Regions from separate parts of the Ovis aries genome. Here region 1 is linked to region 2. Evidence: chromatin contacts called from public Hi-C data. All regions are on one chromosome and are shown on one strand. The core of a region is the stretch at or near the end of the contact, and the rest is flanking DNA. Distances in the headings are between cores, read along the strand shown. Region 1 overlaps LOC105605098 (anthrax toxin receptor 2-like). Region 2 overlaps ANTXRL (ANTXR like).

Region 1 (5,223 bases), core at 2,526-5,025, 220 kb after region 2:
TCTCAGCCTGTGGGCTGAAGCTGGCTTGATGGTAACTTTTTTTTAGGTTTTCAAGGGTTCTCCAAAAATTGCACCCCATGTTTAAAGTCTGCATACTTTTTTGACACCAAATAAACAAAAAATTTTGGAGAAAGAACAGAGCTGGAGGTATTATGCTTCCTATTTTCAGACTATACTCCAAAGCTGCAATAACCAAAACAGTATGGTACTGATACAGAAAGAGACACATAGGTATAGAGAGCCCCAAAGTAAACCCATGCACACATGGTCAGTTGAACTATGACACAAAAGTCCAAGCACCTTCACTGCTCACCAAGACATGGGAATCTGTATTTGTCCCGGAAAAAGCAGTCGTGACTGTGTCTTGCACATACACCTTTGCCAGCACAACTTGGTCCACCTGAGCAGGGCAGCTCCCCCTCAGTCTCAAAGGGGATTGCCTGCAATTTACATTTTAGGATTACTTTTTGCAAAGAAGCATAGCTCTAAATGAATAAACGATATTGTAAGTAGATACAGGGAGAGAAAGGAAACCTTAACTGCCAGAATATGGAGAGGTCAGGCTCTAGATGAGAAAAAAAATAGACGGTGTAGCCTTCCTGCCACAAACAAAAAGACAAGAGGAACCAGAAGTGGGGAAATCCATGCAAGGCACTACCTGCTGTGTTCATTCAAAATGATGTTCTCCACAAGCAAGCATCCACAGTGCGCCTAACAATCTTTATCCTTCTTCCTTTAAGTCTCCTGAATCCACAAGGTACACATGATCTACTACCCCCAATTTTACAGAGAGTGAAATTGGAGCTAAGATAGGGCAAGAGGTACCCCCTACCCCCTGGCAGGTACAGGGCGAGAATCTGAGCTCAAGTACCTAACCCAGCACCCACTTACACCGCTTCTACTCCTGTCTCGAAGTGAAGTGCGAGTCGCTCAGTCATATCCGACTTTCTGCGACCCCATGGACTATACAGTCCATGGAATTCTCCAGGCCAGAACTGGAGGGGGTAGCCGCTCCCTTCTCCTGGGGATCTTCTCAACCCAGGGATCGAACCCAGCTCTGCCGCGTTGCAGATGGACTCCTCACCAGCTGAGCCACCAGGGAAGCCCATTCCTGTCTTAATTCTGAACATCTATCACACTCCTTTCCAGGGACACATCCTCTCTGACACTCTGATAGCGTGGATTTTTCAGCTCGTTGGACTGAGTTGGAACCAGAGAGGACCTGGCAAGCCCTAGCTCATGGTAAAGATTGGACTCTGCCTCCTCCTCCATGTGGGTGACAGGAGGGAGGGCAGCAGCTGAGGGTAGGGCCAGCTGACAGCCCAGAGCACAGACCATGCCGCATCCTCAGGAGCAGTGCACGCCGCCCTCTGCCTGGGCGCCTTCCTTCCTCCTCGGGCCTCCTGCTGCCTCCGGCCCCGCTCAGGTGCTGCTTCGCCTCTGCAGCAGGGCCCCTCTGTCCCAGGCAGTACTGCTCTCAAAGGAGGGCTTCTAAACTCTGGCAAGTCTCCAAAGTGGAAGGCAAGGTGATGGTTTCAGATTTTTGAGAAGAGAGTTCAAAATAAACGACTTTTCTTTGTCCAGGCAGCAGCCTCTTCTGTTTCCCAACACCCCATATCCTAATTCCTCTTAACAGTTAGCCCCACAGGATGAAAATGAAGTTGCAAGAAGAACTGAAATCAGCTCACAGGGCTTCATTTCCCATGCACAGTGCAGCTGCCCACCAGAGGCAGAAGGACCAACAGCCTGAGGGATCCTGATCCACTGTGGAGGAGAGAGCTTTCTCTCTGGAAGAAAAGTTACACAGCAGGTCACCTGGGGCCGCTAGACAGGGTTATGGGAAGGCAGGCTCCCTGAGAAAGCCAGATGGAGAGGAGTTTGAAGAGGGCATGCAACCTGCATGAGACTGACCAGGCTGCACAGATCGAGGTGACCTGCCTTGGGGAGGGCAGATGGCGGAGCCCCGCATGCAGCTTGGCACAGCCATTCTGAGACGAACTGGACGCTGCCCACAGTGAGCTGGGTGGCCCCTTAAGGTATCAATTCTACTTCTGGTCTTGATCCCGGGGATACTCTGACCCAAGAGGAGTAACCATCAGGACAGTCCCTGCAATGTGACTTGTAGTACACTTATTAGGAATAATCTGAATATTGACCGAGGAAGACTAATAAATAAATCGGTCCATCCACGTGATGGAATACTGTGCAGAAGGATGGAAAACACTATGTGCTACAAGATCCCATTAAAGGGAAGTATCTTTATAAAGTCTACTTAGGTAGGAATCTACATACAAAAGCGGAACTCCTTGTGGCTGTTAGCTCAGGAGACAGTAGGATGGGACAAGGAGGGACCTGGAGGAGGGGCAGCCTCTGCCCAGGCTGGCTGCAGGAGTGTCCGTCGGTGCTGTGTGTCCGTCCTTCATCCTCAGGTCCTCCACCCACAGAGGCTCTCTGGCCATGAGGCGGAGCTGGACGCGGGACCCCAGAGGGAAGCCCTGCTCTGCACGGGTCCTACTGCAGCCTTTGCTGCTGGGCTTCTTGCAGACACGCACTCTGGTCTGGTCACATACAGGAGAAAGGGTGACAGGGGGGCCGCCTCCAGCCTGCCTTCTGGGGTCAAATCCCAAGCAAACCCAGCAACACACAGGGTGGGTGAATCCCCAAACCACAGTGGCAAGTGCCCGGGGCCAGATCCTGTGCTCGTCCCTGTGAGTCACTGAGGAGAGGTTCTAAAGCAGCAAATTAGACTGTCGAGGAAGAAAGCAGAGAGTAGCTGCCTCCACAGGTAGGGGAGGGACTGCCTGGGAAGGGAGCTGAGGGGACATTCTAGGTGCGACTGTAATGCTCTGAGTCTTCGTGAGGTTTGGGGTTACACGGGTGCTGTGTGCCTTTGTCAGAACTCATCAAATGATGCACTTAGCTCTGCTGCATCTCAAAAAGAGAACTCAACCAGAAACAGTCACCAGGTAGTCATGCGCAATGAAGGGTCTGGAGGCGAGGTAACCCCATGATAAATGATAATAGAAATGCCGTCAATCCAGGTAGCGGAGACAGGAGTGTCCACTGTACATCTGTTTTCACTTTGCTATAGTTATGAAAGTTTCCATAATAAAAGGTAGGAAAAAGTGAGGTGAATGATAAAAAATCAAAAAAATAAAACCATGGACACAACGAAGTGGAAGTCATGGTACATAAGTGACAAATGACAGGAAAACATCAAAGCTGTGGGAAGCCGGAGTGAGCAGCTGGCCAGGAAAGGCTTTGGGACTGAGGCACCAGGAGAGTAACATCTGAAAGGGTGGTAAGCTGAAGCCTGTAAAGCTGAGGGAGGTTTTTCAGGAAGCTCAGTCCCCTGACCCCACAGCCTCTGCACCAGGTGAGCTTACAGCAGAGGCTGGTCCTTGGAGAGTCTGGTTATCCAGCTTGAGGGCCTCAGCTTCTGTGGTCAGGTGGGAAGGGGAGTGGACTGCTCAGCCCCTCGTGCCCTGGGCAGAGGAGGGCCTGGAGCACAGGCCTGGAGGCGGGCCTGGAGCACAGGCCTGGAGGCAGGCAGGCAGGCAGAGGCCTCTGCTTAGTCTTGGAGTAGAGTCTTAGTCCTGAGAGGCTGAAGAAGTGACCTGCCTCATGCTCACCTCCTCCAGACTTCCTCACACCCGGCCTACCGACTTATTCAGAGTGCTAGCTTCTATTTGTTCCAGGGCCAGGTTCCTGCCTTGAGCTTTCCTCCAGTGACAGTCATGCTGTGAGACAGCTTTTGGCAAGACGCCTGCAGCTGTAAAGGTCAGAGCAGCACTGCTGGGCCTCCCTGGCAGAGGGTGTGTAGTGAGCACCTGTCACCCCTGCTGGGCCAGCACAAGGCATGAAGGACAACAGGCATCCTCCCCTGAGGTCTGACAGGGCTGTGTGTGTCCTGGGGACATGATAGGCTGTTATACAGCTGGCAGCAGCGACACCAGAGAAGCAGGGAAGACCCTGCACGTGTGTGGGGGTCTCTCCTCACCTCTACACTTCACACTGCAGGTCACAGGGTCAGAGACAGGAGAGGTCAGGGTCGGACGTGACCTACAGTGGGTGCAGCTGAAGACGTTTTCATCCTGGGTGTTCTTTAACCATATCCTTCCCCAACCTGGGCTCAGCATGAGAGTCGGGGCAGAGCCAGGGGTCAGTGATAGAACCCTCAGTACCAGCTCCTGCTGGTAAGGGCCACCAGCTTCCAGACACTGTGCCAGTCACTGCGAATCCCACTGCGTCTACATCTCACTGCAGATGTGACAGTGGATGTTTGTTATTTAGACTCTTTGAAGATGAAATTGGAGCTGCCAGATACTCAGCAACTTGCCCTGCTTTTGTGCCTGTGGGCAACAGGATGTGAGCACTGCTCTGTTTGACCACAGCCTACTACGCTGTAGTCTTGCAGTTTGGAGTACCGCAACCAGAACCAGCTTCCTGGGTCTGCATCTAGCTGCATCCAGCCGGGAGGTGTTTACCAGTGGGAGCTGGTGCTTATCCACCCGCCTCAGCTGTACAAATCCCAGTGATGTGGATGCACAAACTGGCTCACACAGAGCTCACAGCGGGCTTCTAACAGAAACTCGACTGCGCAGGATCATCCCCATGCTGAGGCAGGGACCCTCCAGGGGAGAGAGGGCATCCTCGTCCAGCTCAAGACCTCAGAGAAAGGCCATCCTCATTGAATCACTGGGTATAGTGTTGGCTGTGAGAATTTGTGTGGTTGCCTTTGTCCGACTATGGTCCTCTTATGACTTGAACTTTGTCCAATTCTTTTGTTCATCCATTGAAAAAAATCACATTTTCTTTCTCCATTTTGCTGATGTGGTAAATTACACTGACATTTCAAATACTGAGGTGATCCTTCATGAGTCTTGATGTACTGTCCTTTTCATGTATTGGATTACATTTGCCAGTGTTCCATCCAGAGTTTAAAAACAAATTTTATTACTTAAAATATATTTCTTATTAATCTGTGCTTTATTTTTCTTATATCTAAGTAAAACTCTTTAGTTTTGAATTTTAAAAAGGTAATTACACTAATCTTACTAGGGTACTTATTTCCCAGCACAGGTATGTGAAGTCGTTCGGTAGTAGATACTTCAATTTATATAGAGCTGTATGTCAAGTATATCTCAATAAAACCAGAAGAAAAGGTAATTACACCCAATATCTACACCATAATCCATGGCAGACATGACTCACACAAACCAC
Region 2 (4,628 bases), core at 1,037-3,536:
GCTCCCAGCCCCTCTCAGGATGAGCAGGTTGGTTTCAGCCAGCTCGGGCTGCTGCCGCTTACTCTCTGGGTGGCCTTGGCAGCTTCCCTGATCTCTCAGGCCTCCGTTTTGCCTCCAGGAAGCACACAGATCACTGTGAACCCAGAGAGACTAACGGGCAGGCTGGAGAGCTGGTGTTGCAGGGGCCGAGCAGAGCCCTGGGGGATACGAGCTCCCTAACCCATCGCTCTGCCATCCCAGCACAAGCTCCACAGAGCAGCCCTGGGCCTGTGACCGCTTCAGAGCCCTGAGCTCTGGGCAGGAAGGCTGTGTCTGGGGTCTCCCATCTGGGTCTTATCTCTGTCTTGCTCTGTCCTTCCTGCTCCTGACTGAGCATCTCTGCGTGGCTGTCTCTACTGAACGAGGCATAATGCTGGCATGGGGCTCTTGTGAGCATAATGAGGCTGTGGTTCCGGGGAGAGGTTCCAGGAGAATCAGGTGGAGAATGGGGCTTCCCGGCAAGTAAACCTGGGACTGAGAGCCGTAGGAACGCTGGCACTCTGGCACCAGATAATGTCTCTGCTGGGTGTGAGCAGTGCCTCAGATGTGTCAGTATCAGTGTCCAGAGGCTTTCTGGCCTGACTACAGTTTCCAAACGCCCAAGCGCCCAGTCTCCAAGAGCCTGTGTGATTCAGGGAAGGTGACTGATGCAGCCCTCATTAAAGGCTCGGGGTCCGCAACGTCCTCCAGGCCCCTGGTCTGGTCTGTGGAAAGGGTCTGAGTTTGGAACGGCCAGGCAAATGATTTCCAGGCAAACCATTGCCCTCCTTGGGCCCCAGGGAGCTGGGTAGGGCAACCTCTGGTGGTCTGTGGGTAAGCACCATGAGATCATGAGTACTGACCCCAAATGGGGTTCAAAGAGAAGGATAGAGCCAGGCTCAGAATTCAAGTCAGTGCTCCTCCCAGCCTTTGTGACTTAGTCAAGTCACTCAGCCTCTCTGTGGGATAATAGTAGTATCTACCTGTAATTATTGGGAGGATTAAAGCAATGAAGACATGTAAAGTTTTTAGCTGAGCAACTGACCCACAGAAAGAGCACAGTAGAATTACCCAGCATTATTGTTACATTCCAAGGATGACAGCTGGAACGATTTGGCTTCTCCCCATTGTCACAGGCAATGACACAGGGGGTCGTCTTTGCTACCTGCTAAATGCAGTCAGTGTTGGCCCGACAACATTGGGGAGGGGGTGTCACCATGTCCCACCATTGCTGGCACTTGAGTGACCAGTTCAGGAAAATCTCATGGGTGGGGTGCAGCTAGCAGTCGCCCAGGGGAGGGGGAATTGTGGAGAGGGACGATTGATGGGAGGCAAATAGGCCTCTCCAGACCTTTTTACTTAGGATTGGCAGTTCTAGTCATAGTTCTGAGAAGAAAGGTCCTGACATCCTTGCGATGAGGACACAGAGGAAACTCATGTGTGCCGTGTGGAGAATCGTCTGGAGGCGCATGAGCTCCAGGTCTGCACTTCTTGGACATTTTTCCTGGCAGATACCCAGACAGGACAGGGTTCTCTGACCGACAGTCTCAGGGGCCAATGATGAAGGGCAAAACCAAGACCCCAACCCATGGAGCAACCCGGGGAGCATCCCTGTGCCCTGCTTACCATGTCTCTGGTTGGGCACCACATTACTGACATCTGATTGCAGCGCTGAACAAATTCACACAAGCTATCCAGTTTTCCCTGAAAAGCAGATGTGTTTGTGAGGACGCTACAGGCCTAGATGCTGCCTCTAGAGGGACAGTGTCTCCTCTCACTTGAAATTGCCTGTCAGGGATCCATCCCCACCAATTCCCTGAAACAACACTGAACTGCCCTTTGGGGGCCCCAACAACATCCAGAGCTTGGGCCCATCCCAAGGGGGAAATGCTGGCAGTGATGGGAACATGAGCCCTTGTACTTTCGGCTTCCCCTGAGCAACTAGGTTTGGGGTGCTTTTGGCTTTTCTCTAGCAGCAAGGGAACATAGTCTGGTGCCCACAGCTCGTTTCTGCTCAAGCCATGCCTACTGGAGCCAGACTTGGGCATGAACCAGCTGTCCTCACCCCCTGCTCCCCAGCCGTGGACTCAGTACTCCTTCCCGAGGGCCCTTCTCACCTCCATTCGTTTCATTCCCCCTCCTTGGCACCCACAAGGGACAATCACTGTGGGGCACGGCATTTGGCACGTCTCCTCCGGCTCCTAGGGAGAGAAAACACCATGTTCTTGTCTGGCAGCTCCTGGGTGCAGACACATGACGTCTGTTGCCCTGGCACCTGTCAAGTGTCAGCCATTCAGCAAATGTTTGTGGGAGAATCAAGGACAGATGAGCAGCTCCCGGCACAGGAAGAGAGTGGCCTCTATGTGAAAACACACCAGCTCCATTTGGCTTACAAAGACACCTCCTCTCCAAAGATCAGCAAACTTCACCCTGTCCCCTTGGCTCCCAGAGGCGCCCCCGCAGGAGAGGCTGGGTGAGAGGCTGCACCATGTGAAGGCGGCTGTCAGGGGTGCAGCAGCAGCAGGGGACAGGGCTGCACTCACCCGCCTCGGGCAGAGGCAGCCCCCAGGCCCCACTGCAGCCGGTGCTATGCCAGCCCTGCAGAGGCCCTGTTTGCCGCTGTATCTCAGACCCAGACCCCCCATCTTGGGACACGGTGCTCCTGCTCTAACTGCCTCTTATGGGCCCTGTTTTGGGTCCCCACTCTGGTGGGTCAGCCACAGCCTCCCCACCTGACTTTGGCACCTGTGCTCAGCTTGACTCACCTCTCTCACAGCTCGATGCCAGATAAGACTCTCTCCTCCCTCCTCAGCCCCCCAGAGGCCAACCCCACCAAGGCCCTCACCCTGAAATGAGCCAGGGATGAAGAACAAGGAAACGGAGGCCCAACAGGCAGCCGAGCTCAGGGAGGGGGTCCAGGTCCCTGAAACCTGAGGATCCTTTTCCAAAAACTCACCTGGGTGCTGAAAGGACCATCCTACAAACAGTCCTTTGGGAACTGACAAAAAGCCCATTGATTCCAGGAAGGATCATAGCTGTTCCTGAGACAGGCTACGCCACGTGCTGACCCAGTGCTAAGGGCCCTGGATCAGACTATGCTGGGGGCTGGGGAGTGGTGTTCTCTGGGCGACATTTTGCGAGTCTGCTTCTCCGTCAGCATCCCTGCCTTCCCTCTGTCACCCTCTCTTTCTACCAGTTCTCTCTGCCCAGATAGGTGAGAGCTGCAAGGGTGGGGGAGGACATCTCCCCAAGTACCTCTGGGGGCCTCTCTGTGTAGGGCATTGTGTGCAATGGGCATGCTCTCAACATCAGGACCACTCACCCTCTCTGGATTCAGCACTGGCGGTGGCTCCTTGACGGTCTGCAATGGAAGTGATCAAGATGGAAGTTGTCAAGCTTAGTGCCCGTAAAGCTTATCTCTGCTGAACTGACGCATTCTGGGGTAAGACCTTGCAGCGTGAATTGGCTTCCCTCAAGTTTCACACCCCAGCCTGGGTGTCACAGCTCCCTCCTTAATGACTTTTCACCTCCATCCATCTTTTCCTGCTTACCTGGTACTCACAACAAGGGACAGTCACTGTGGTTAAAATCATGGGTTCAAAGGCATGTGGAGGGCTCTGGCTCAGCTACGCAGATAGAAGCGGATGCTGCTCAATAGCAGTAGGGAGGCAGAAAATGGGTTTTGGGGTGTCTGCTGTCTGTAGGTCTATAACCAACAGGTTCCCCCTCTCTGGGCCTCAGGCTTCTCAGTTATCAAAGGGGAATCAAGGCCTCCATGTATGGTTAAGTGGGAGACAGACCAAGGTTCCTGGTCCCTGGTAGAGGCTGCACATGGGAGTTTTCATCAGCAGCCCTGACGGCGTATGGAGACAAGAGAGCACTCCCCACACCCCTCCCAGCTCCCCTCTCCCACCCCCTGCAGCCCTCCCTGCCTCCCAGCCCTCGGGGATGACTGTCCACCTCCCTCTCCCCATGCTTTCTCTCCTCACTTCTTGCCCTTTGCAGAAACCTGACCCGCTGGCTTCCAGGCTGCTTTGCTCATGCTTTCTCAGCTCTGCTTTCCCTCTTCTTCACCCAGCGCTGTCCTGTGCCCTTGCAAACCTGGCTGGCCAGTCCCTCTCCCTCCCCTCCGTCCCCAGGGCCAGTCTCTACTCTTTTCATTATCAGGGCACCTGCCACACCCTCTGAAGGTGACATTTACCTTCAATGCCCCCCAGGGGCCTACACCAGAGCAGCCACTAGACAATGAGCTCTTATGGGCAAAGGTGGCGGGTACTTCATTCCTGCCCCTCTGTGTCCCGCATAGGGTCCTGCACATCCCGGTGACTTTGTGTGACTGATGAAGGAGTGACTAGGGTACCAGAGATGGGCAGGGATCCATGCTGCTTCCAAAGGCACAGCCGCCTCTGAGGTTAGCCCTCCCCAGGCCAGCATCCTTCTCCCTTTGGGCCATCAGTGCCCAGGCAGGCCCCTCTTCTTCCCCCAGCAGCAGAGACTCCTGGGGCTTTGATCTACCTGAGTCTTTCTGCTGTAAGGCAGTGTGGTTCTCAGGGGATCTGGGGTCTCTTCTTTTCAGGGGCCAGGCAACCCATAGGCCCCCTCTATGTGAA

What was found. A called contact is a pair of places that touch in the nucleus more often than the background predicts.
Region 1: a contact with region 2 is called in a Hi-C map of muscle, with 3 times the contacts expected there. The contact joins two enhancer-like sites. A contact is called at or near these places in 3 of 16 Hi-C or Micro-C datasets (hypothalamus, muscle and tail adipose tissue).

The regions. Positions count from the first base shown.
Region 1 is chr25:41,200,961-41,206,183 of ARS-UI_Ramb_v3.0, forward strand. It overlaps LOC105605098 (anthrax toxin receptor 2-like), which reads right to left. Exons shown (of 7, transcript XM_042240811.2): 7 at 4,936-5,223. Among named protein-coding and RNA genes, the nearest start is that of ZNF488, 21 kb to the right of the region's middle. Within about 2 kb of position 3,776, at least 3 of the 54 cell types and tissues checked have an H3K27ac peak or open chromatin away from gene starts, as enhancers often do. A contact at or near this core is called in muscle, where this site is marked.
Region 2 is chr25:40,979,990-40,984,617 of ARS-UI_Ramb_v3.0, forward strand. ANTXRL (ANTXR like) reads right to left here. Exons shown (of 13, transcript XM_042240948.1): 12 at 3,341-3,379. Among named protein-coding and RNA genes, the nearest start is that of ANTXRL, 38 kb to the right of the region's middle. Within about 2 kb of position 2,287, at least 1 of the 54 cell types and tissues checked has an H3K27ac peak or open chromatin away from gene starts, as enhancers often do. A contact at or near this core is called in muscle, where this site is marked.